2 separate regions of the Mus musculus genome follow, and region 2 is linked to region 1. A link is a contact called in public promoter capture Hi-C data. All regions are on one chromosome and are shown on one strand. The core of a region is the stretch at or near the end of the contact, and the rest is flanking DNA. Distances in the headings are between cores, read along the strand shown. Region 1 overlaps Sgsm3 (small G protein signaling modulator 3). Region 2 holds the start of 4930483J18Rik (RIKEN cDNA 4930483J18 gene).

Region 1 (4,381 bases), core at 813-3,312:
GGATAGCCCCTGACGGTCCCTCTCCTCTACACTTACTTTAGCCCCACGCAGATAAGTGAGCGGAGCTTGACATCCATTTGTGCGTGTGCTGCATCATGGGTCACATTCACAGACTGCACTGCCTGAGGAGGGGACACTGTCACTTAAGTGCCAAGTGGCTGGCCAGAGAGAGTTTAAGAATGCTGGCAAGCAGCTTACCCGGTACAGCAGCTCTTCAGGGGTCAGGACTTTGCCATCTTCGTCCAGCCTGCAAGAACAAGAGTGCCGTCACTGGTTGCCATGCTGGACATTGGTGGGTAACACAGGCAGTACGTATGTACCTGTATGTCTTACAGAGCACCAGGCGGGAGTACACAGAATCAAAGTCTCTTTCGACTTCACGGCCCGCTGCCTGTGGTAGACAAGACAACATGAGGACAGGGATGGGTGAGCGCACGCCACTGCCCTACAACACTCCTTCTGCCTCCTGCAGGAACCCAGGAAGGGACTGAGGTGAGCAAGTGGCCCTGCAGGACTGAGAAGGCACGGGGACCAATTGTGATCACCTCCTCGATAAACAGCCAGGGGTGACAAGCCCCTCCAAGCAAGGATGGCTTCTTCAATCCGTGTTCAAACAGGGCCTTGAGGGCTGGGCAGAGGGTTCCTCGCACGAGGTCTGTTACTCCTTCTGTCACAGAGTCGTCCCCCGCAATGGAGTACTGATGGAGAGAACATTTGAGAAGCGCTAGCCTGACACCTGCAGCCAGCCACCCCCTGTCACCCTGGCAGCTGTCACAGGGTAGGATGGTCTCACACTAGGCTGCAACAAAGAGCAGCTCCACATTCTTACCTCTTTGCTTCGCTCATCCAGGACCTCCACAAACTTGGCTGGAAACCAGCCTGTGGGGGGAAGCAGCTATGTGGGGAGCAGCAGAAGCTGTCCCAGCCCTTCTCCCCAAGGACCAAGGACAAAGGGCTCCCAAATCACCCAGAACCTTCAAGCAGGACAGGCATGCCAAGAAGACCAAGAGGGAAGAAAAGCCCAGCACCCTCGGAGGCTCGGGGTCTGCGGCTGTAGGCCTAGGTAGAGCAAAGGCCTTCCTTGCCAGCCTGCAGCACACAAAAGCCCTCACCTCTCAGGCCGTTCAGCTCACCCACCCAGCAGTGCTCATCCTTCTGGGAAATGATCTGCAGAAGAGAACGGGCCAGGGCTCAGGGCCTTCCCAAAGCAGGCGTCCTCAGTACCCGCCGGGCTGAGATCAAGCTTATTCAACATCAGCTCTACAGGGAAGGTGGGGAGGAGGCAGCAGGAAGTGTGCACGCTAGGCCCCCCACACACCGTGATGATGTCATTTTTGCGGAAGCCTAGCTCATCATCATCGTGCCGCTCAAAGTCCAGCAGGGCCTTGGCCCGGCGCCGGTGGCTGCGTAAGCATGCCACGTAGTTCTCATGGTCCCGCTGGTGGCTCTCCATGCTGTAGTCTGGGGTCAGCTCCTGGCAGAAAGGAAAGGCCCACACAGTGGAGGAGGAGCCTCAGTGCCAAGAGTGGGCTGGGGAAGGAGAGCCCCAAGTTGAGGGGAGCCTGACACTTACCACACTACAGTTCTTGGGGTCTGTGCACTGGAAGTGGCGTGCCACACGCAAAATGGCTTCGCGAAGGTCGGCTACCAGCTCTGTTTGCTTGATGTTCTTTGCCTTGAGAGCTTCTAGGTCGTCCTCTCCTGGGGGGGGGGGGGGCACACTGGCATAGTAACAGGTCCTGCCGAATCTCCACTCCCGCTAGGATGCACGCAGTAGCTGGTTCTGCCCAGCCCCAGAAGAGCCAGCACCCACCCACACTTGGGCTCACCAAAAAGCAGGGAAGTGATACCAGACTTCCTCCGCTGCGTCCTGCGCCGTACAACCTGTGGAGAGGACGGCAGGTCAGTGGGCAAAGTAGCCACTCAAAAAGGGGAGACACTAACGTGCTTGTGGCTCACTAAGCCTGGGCATTTCTAATGGCTGAAGCTGACTCTCACATCAAGGCGTATCTTCAGCTCAGGCTTAAACTACCCAGTTCAGAGTTCAGGAATGCATGTTACCAAGGAAGCCTACAGCACCCCTTAGTGGCCGTCTGATGCTCTAACTGGGCGTTTGCAGGCAGATGCATGGGAGAGACAGTCTGTTCCTCACACCCCCTCAGTCTGAGAACTCCGTGATTTGGCAAAGACAGGGCCCACCTGAGAGAGGTTAGTGGTGGTGCCCGTCCCCAGGGTTTGGCCTTGGTCTGCAATAAGGTAGGCCAGGTGCTTGCGACGCTGGGTCTCCACGGCCACATCAGTGAGGGAGCCAGCCAGCCTCATGGCCTCCCCCAGCAGCAGCTCTGCGTCATCCATCTGTGCAGGAATGTCTGACAGCGTGTTGAAGATGGAAGCTGAGTTCTCAGACTGTATCAGCTCTTCCTCCTGGGAGTGGGAGAGTAAGGAGCGTGGCCCTGGCACCCTCCTAGAAACCTGTGCCCTTTGGCATGCCCAGGAAGTTCCCCCTGCACACCCACACTCAAGGCTTCTCTCAGGCAACGCTATGATGAAGACTGGACTACTGCAGTGTGTCCCCAGAGGGTGACACCAGGGCTACCATATTAGGTACATGCTCTCCTGTTCTGTCTAGAAGCCAGGTAGCCCTGACCAGTGGACAGGAGACTCTGCAAGCACCTTAAGGCGCAGCATGCCCAGCGTAGTCTGGAACAACACCAGGGAGCCCTCGTAGAAAAACAGGTCCCAGATGCGCAGCAGCAGTCTGATGTGCACCACGCTGGCGAAGGCCGTGAGGAACCAGTGCAGCGTGATAAGAGACAGCTCTGCCAACAGACACCAAAGACACCTGTAGGATCAGCCTGGGCAAGTACGGGCCAGCTCCCAAAAAGCAGCAGAGGGGAGGGGAGGGGAAGAGAAGGGAAGGGATGGGAAGGGATCAGAATGCAAAAGGACAAAAGCAACGTAAGCCACATGAGCCTCCGCTGCCTCGAAACCTTGGAGCTCAGAGGTGGTACCACCATCTTGGGATCCCTGAACCTTGGGGAAGAAGGCAGCCAGGTCTCACCAATGTCGTGCTCCTGCAACAGTTTGTCTAAGCGAGGCAGGTACTGGACAATCAGGTGGCGCAGGACCCGCTGGTCAGTCTGGACTCCCAGCAGGGTAGTGCTGAAGTAGGAGGCAGGCAGCAGGTCCTCAATAATGGCACACATCATCCAGAAGGCATCCTCCTCCTCCAGGAACAGCAGGAGACAAGCAGCCACCTAGTCAGAGAGGGGAGCATGGGGCTCCTACCCAGACTCATGTGAATCAGAAAAGGGGCTCTATTCTAGGATAGATACTCGGCACACCTCTTCAGGCTGGTTGAGAGGGCCCCTAGGGGGAAAAAAAAAGATCCCATGGCCCTCCTTGAGGACTCCCAGGTCAATCCCGGCCTCCCACCCTTACAGCACCTTAGGGAAACATGCCTCAGAAGAGGCCTGGAGAAGACCCTGGTATACCAGTTGCCTCCCAGGTTGCTCACCATGCCTGTGCCCTGGCAGTAGCCAATCTCTGGGTAGAGCCAGGCCAGTGCTCGGAGGACTCTGCGCAGGCGGGGAACACCGATGCTGTTCACATTGGCAAAGCAGGCGTTGCTGGGCATGGTACGGAGCAGGTCCTTTTCGATCTGTCAGATCCCCATACCACCCCAAGAGACCTTGTTTGATGCAACTGTAGACTGATGCCCATGCAATAAGGTAGAGAAGCTGTGGGTGGCTTGCTTCCGTCCCAGGAATAGGGATTCTGTAATAGTCCAGGCCAAGGCTAACCCTCCCTTCTCCAGGGTTAGACCCCATCAAGTATAAAATTGAGCCCACACTAGCCACTGGGAGCCCCTTTTCTGATTCACATGAGTCTGGGTAGGAGCCCCATGCTCCCCTCTCTGGCTAGGTGGCTGCCTGTCTCCTGCTGTTCCTGGAGGAGGAGGATGCCTTCTGGATGATGTGTGCCATTATTGAGGACCTGCTGCCTGCCTCCTACTTCAGCGCCCAGATCTATATTTAAAATTTCCTGCTCTTCCTCATGTGGGGCCATCTCCATGTCCTTCCCCCACACTGGGACCTTTAGATTACTCTCCTTGCAGCCCCCAAGGACCTGGAAAGGAGCAAGTGTACTCTAGGCCACACTCCTGAGTAAAAGGGCTACCTACCCTGCCAAGGAGACCGACAAGGGGCAGTCTCAGAGGTGACCTCTCCCTCCTGCCAGAGCACACAGGCTCTGCCCAGCACTTCCTCCTGACTGGCTGGCTGCCCCATGTTACCTGTTTGGCAGCGATGGTCTCATCGTTGGAGCTGTTCTTTATAATCTCACGGTAGGACAACTCAGAGTTCTTCTTCTTCTGCAGCGC
Region 2 (3,968 bases), core at 995-3,494, 180 kb before region 1:
CACCACACCAGTAATTCCAGACTGGAGGACTTTCTCCTCTGAGGGTGCCTCTGCATGTGTCATCTGTTAGTCAGGACTCAGCCTACTGTGGAAGTCTCTCAAGCATTACCTTAGCTTCTCCCAACTTAGCGCAGGTACCCCAAGGCTACGGTTTACCGAATCTCCTCTGTCTCACCCCTCAGTGAGACACGTACCTCAAGAAGTTACGTGTTGTACAAGGTGTGGTGATGAGTGCTCAGAAGCCCAGGACCCGGGACGCGAAAGCAGGAGGGTCATGAGTTCAAGGTCATCCTTGACCATATAGCAAGTTAGAGGACTTATATACATAAAATCTTATTTCATTTTAAGTTTTTATTTATATAGCATATATAGTTATTGAACATATAATTTTATTAGGGCTTTTGTGGTTTTTTTTTTTCTTTCTTTCTTTTTTTTTTTTTTTAATCTTGGGAGGGAAGGTGTGACTAAGAGGCCACAGGATCTGGGCTACCTCCAAGGTTCTGTGATGAGACACATGGTACGGAACTTGAAGCTGACTTACAGATGAATAACTGGGAATTACTCAGGGCCGGGCTGGCTTACTGCAGTGGATAGAGAGAGTTGCAGCTCCTTCTCCTATCCCAACAGAGCCACACACCACTGAGAAGTCTGGGAGATTTCCGGGGGAGAACGGAAGCCATACAGAGTAACTCACTCAGAGATGTAACATGCGTTACCTCCTTCCAGTCACTGTGGCTTCCCATGTCTGTCAGGATGCCCCTGAGGGTTTCTGCTTCTACAGTGTTAACCCTTGCTCTCACACTGGGGACTCTGTTCTCCAGAACCTTCTTTCTTTTTCCTTGTGTCCAGCAGCTCTGTCCTTGCAAAAGCACAGCTATCTTGCAAGAGCCCCTCAAGACTGGGCTTGTTGACTGTAGATGTTCCTGCATTGACGGAAGGACTTAGGGGGGGCTTCTCTGAATCCTTGCTGGATCCCAGTTACCTCCTCCAACATCCCCCCGCTCATTGGGGAGAGGAATCTCTCAAGTCCTCAATTTTGCCCTAGCTGCTTGAGGTCTTGTGACTTGGCTAGAGTTGTGTAGATTATGGAAGTTTAACTGAACTGTGTATGTCATCTACGCAGCTATGGGGACATCATCATCCATGCTGGGGTGCAACTTTTTGGTGGTCTCGCTGCTTTGGGGGCCAGCCATGATTTCTTAGCAAGCCCAATAAACTCACTGGTTTTCCACGTTGGACTCTGGGGCAATCATACTTCAGTTTATCCAGTGGATGGTGGCCTAAAAGGAGGAGATAGACGGTTGTTTATATCTCCCAAGGGAAAGTGTTTCGGAAACACTAAGGCACCAAGTCCGAATTATTTCTCCTTTTCAGCGCTCTCCCCCTTTGTTGGGGGGAAGGGGTGGTGTTCCAGAAAAGGGGCCTCCATAGTGGCTCTTAGCAACTTGACCGGGTGGGCTTTAACTAGTCTCACCGCTTTAGTAGATAAGTCTCTTTAAATGTTGGATTTATGCAGTTATGCTCTCTCTCTCTCTCCCACACATACACCCACACACCCACACACACACAGACATACACACACTTTTAGGCTACACACCAGCAGTTTAGAATTTTAAAGTTGGAAGAGCCGCCCAGATTCATTTAGTGCAGTGAGGCCCCGGATAAAATCTGGGTTCATTCAACTCTTTCCCTCCAGCTGCAAGCGCTTCCGCTGTTGATAAATAATCTCAACAGTCTAGGCAGGTAGGTGTCAGTCCTTTTACCGGAGGAGAACCGACTCAGAGAAAAAAAGCGCTTGGCCACGGAAGGGCAGGGACATGACAGAGTTCAGGGCTCCAGGCCAGAGCGGCATTTATTGTGTCCTTTCGGGAAATGCGAATGTGAAATAATCGACTTGGGAGTCCCGGCGGAGCAAAGACAGGAGGAAGGACCAAGATGAAGACTGCAGGATTTTTGCATTAAACCTCCAGGCTGGGCACCGAACCCTAGGTAGCTAGCTCCGCGGTCACCCTTTGACAGGGTGATCAGATGTGTTACGGTTTCTTTAAGACCCAGACTCCGCCCCCCGGCTCATCGCCGACCTCCTCCCACCTCTTGGCGGCCGCTCCGCCAGTTCCAGACTTCCTTCAGCGATGAAGTCATCTCTCAGTTACCGATTGGCTGCGCTATGATGTCAGTCACAGAAGTCGCGCCGCCGTACTAGCCTCCCTCGTTCCTCTTCCTTCGGCGAACGCCCCCTAAATCGGGCTAGCCCTAACGGCGCTAGGTTTCTGATTGGTCGATACGGCTGTCGCTCCCAGGCGGGTAGGGGGGAGGGTGCGGAGGCGGGACCCGGAGTGGTGGGAGGGCCCGCAGCTTCCGTGGCTGAGTGGAGCCGGCGGCGGTCGTGTCTGCGGTGTCCCCGGCGGCAAGAACGACCGTCCCACCCTCCCCACCCCCTCGTTCCCGCTCGCCACGCTCCCTCGGCTTGCGCGGACCTCTCCCTAACTTGGTGCAGTCTGACTGGTACTAGAGGCTCGGGAGGATACGTGAGCGGCTGGCACCGGAGTGGGGCGAGCCGCGGAGCCCGGGCCAGGAGGCGAACGAGGCGGTGAGTGAGAGTTCGGGCAGGGTCCCCCTCCCCCACCGGCCCCGCCCCGCTCGAGCATCCTTTCTCCCCTCGACCCTTCCGCGTGTGCCCTGGACCGGCCGGCCGCTGTAGGCTCCGAGCCCGGGATTGCCTCCCGCAGTCCTCCACTCCAGTCCCGCCCTTTCCCAAGGGGCTGGGGTCTCAAAGCCCTGGTCACTCGACAGGACAGTCGAGTGCGACCGTGCACCTGTGCACCGCCTTGCAGGGCTGTGCTGGCTAGGGAGCAGCTAGGTTCCCGCCCTGGCTGCTCCCCGAGTGTGTGTAATCTGCTTGGGACCGACCGGTCGAGCGCTTTCTCCCGGCCCTTGTGCAAACCTGGAGGATCCAGGTGCAATCCGCAGGCTTCTCGTGGCAAGGAGGTTCACCTGGACCTGACGACCATATAGCAGCATGGGTGCCTCCAGGTCTGCAGGGCTCCGCAGATTTGAAACTTGACCGCCAAAGAAGTGTCCGTCTCGCGTGTGTGTGTGTGTGTGTGTGTGTGTGTGTGTGTGTGTGTGTGTATGTGTGTGTGACTGTTTGTCTATGTACCTTTGATGACTTCCGCCCTCCTCGCTCCATAAGAAAACACTAATACTATAGAGTGGTTAGTGCTGGAGCTTTCCCTGTTAGATTATCAAACCTACGTTTAGATTGCTTATCTGGAAAATGGAACTAACAATACCTATTACATTGGAATGCAGACAGTAAATGAAAGAATTCGTAATAAAACGCTTGGAATGGTGTTCAACACATACAAGGAAGGGATCCAAGAAAAGACGAGTATCCTGATGTTGAGAACTGCTGGATAGGTGTGTGAGTACAGTATAGCTTGTCTTTGTCAGGATTTCTCTTTGTTAGATGACAGAACCAAAGGACAGACTGGTGGTCAGTTTACTGCTTGCCCGAATACTTTGGCATAAAGTGTGTGAAGACTAAGAATGTGAACTTCATTACTTAAATATGATGAAATTACACCTATGCTTCATGGGTTCACATAGTTTTAAAATCCATAAAGTGTCCGGAATGTCCCCAAATTGTAAGTTTTCGAGATCTGAAGCCAAAGCCTGTAGCCTGATCTTTATGTTCAAGAAGTCAAACTTAAGGGCTTTACTGTAGAAGCCCCTTCCACCAAAAAAAGTCCACTTATGAAGTTTTATTGTTGAAAATGAACTGCCTTCCAGGGGTAAAATGGTACAGCCAACTGGCCCACAGCCCCATCCCTGTAGGGAGGGGAACCCTTGGCTGAAAGTTAAACTGAGTTTCATCTACTGGTGTTTGTTTCTTTCATAGCAAATCAGAGGGCTTCCTGATAGCTGGCTGTTTTTTGTTTTGTTTTGTTTTTAAAGTCTCACTGTGT

Evidence for each region. Promoter capture Hi-C pulls out the DNA fragments that hold promoters and counts their contacts.
Region 2: a contact with region 1 is called in a promoter capture Hi-C map of hippocampal neurons, with 4 times the contacts expected there. The contact joins the promoter of 4930483J18Rik here to the enhancer-like site in region 1. A contact is called at or near these places in 18 of 39 promoter capture datasets (the 3T3-L1 cell line, 3T3-L1-derived adipocytes, the C10 cell line and 13 more), 3 of 15 datasets of contacts at CTCF or cohesin (large pre-B cells, pro-B cells and stem cell-derived epiblast-like cells), 33 of 484 Hi-C or Micro-C datasets (B cells, the CH12 cell line, Th1 cells and 11 more), 22 of 115 datasets of contacts at active chromatin or transcription factors (the SCID.adh cell line, astrocytes, craniofacial prominence and 15 more) and 4 of 9 other capture datasets (adipose tissue, embryonic stem cells, liver and 1 more).

The regions. Positions count from the first base shown.
Region 1 is chr15:81,006,727-81,011,107 of GRCm38.p6, reverse strand. It overlaps Sgsm3 (small G protein signaling modulator 3), which reads right to left. Exons shown (of 22, transcript NM_134091.2): 6 at 4,295-4,381; 7 at 3,518-3,661; 8 at 3,062-3,257; 9 at 2,674-2,819; 10 at 2,200-2,424; 11 at 1,830-1,884; 12 at 1,574-1,701; 13 at 1,319-1,474; 14 at 1,113-1,167; 15 at 830-879; 16 at 546-698; 17 at 321-391; 18 at 199-247; 19 at 37-122. Among named protein-coding and RNA genes, the nearest start is that of Sgsm3, 31 kb to the right of the region's middle. Within about 2 kb of position 2,062, at least 21 of the 459 cell types and tissues checked have an H3K27ac peak or open chromatin away from gene starts, as enhancers often do. A contact at or near this core is called in differentiating embryonic stem cells, epiblast stem cells and hippocampal neurons, where this site is marked.
Region 2 is chr15:81,189,129-81,193,096 of GRCm38.p6, reverse strand. 4930483J18Rik (RIKEN cDNA 4930483J18 gene) reads right to left here and starts at 2,244. Exons shown (of 2, transcript NR_015603.1): 1 at 2,092-2,244; 2 at 340-1,280. Mrtfa (myocardin related transcription factor A) reads left to right here and starts at 2,361. Exons shown (of 14, transcript NM_001082536.2): 1 at 2,361-2,590.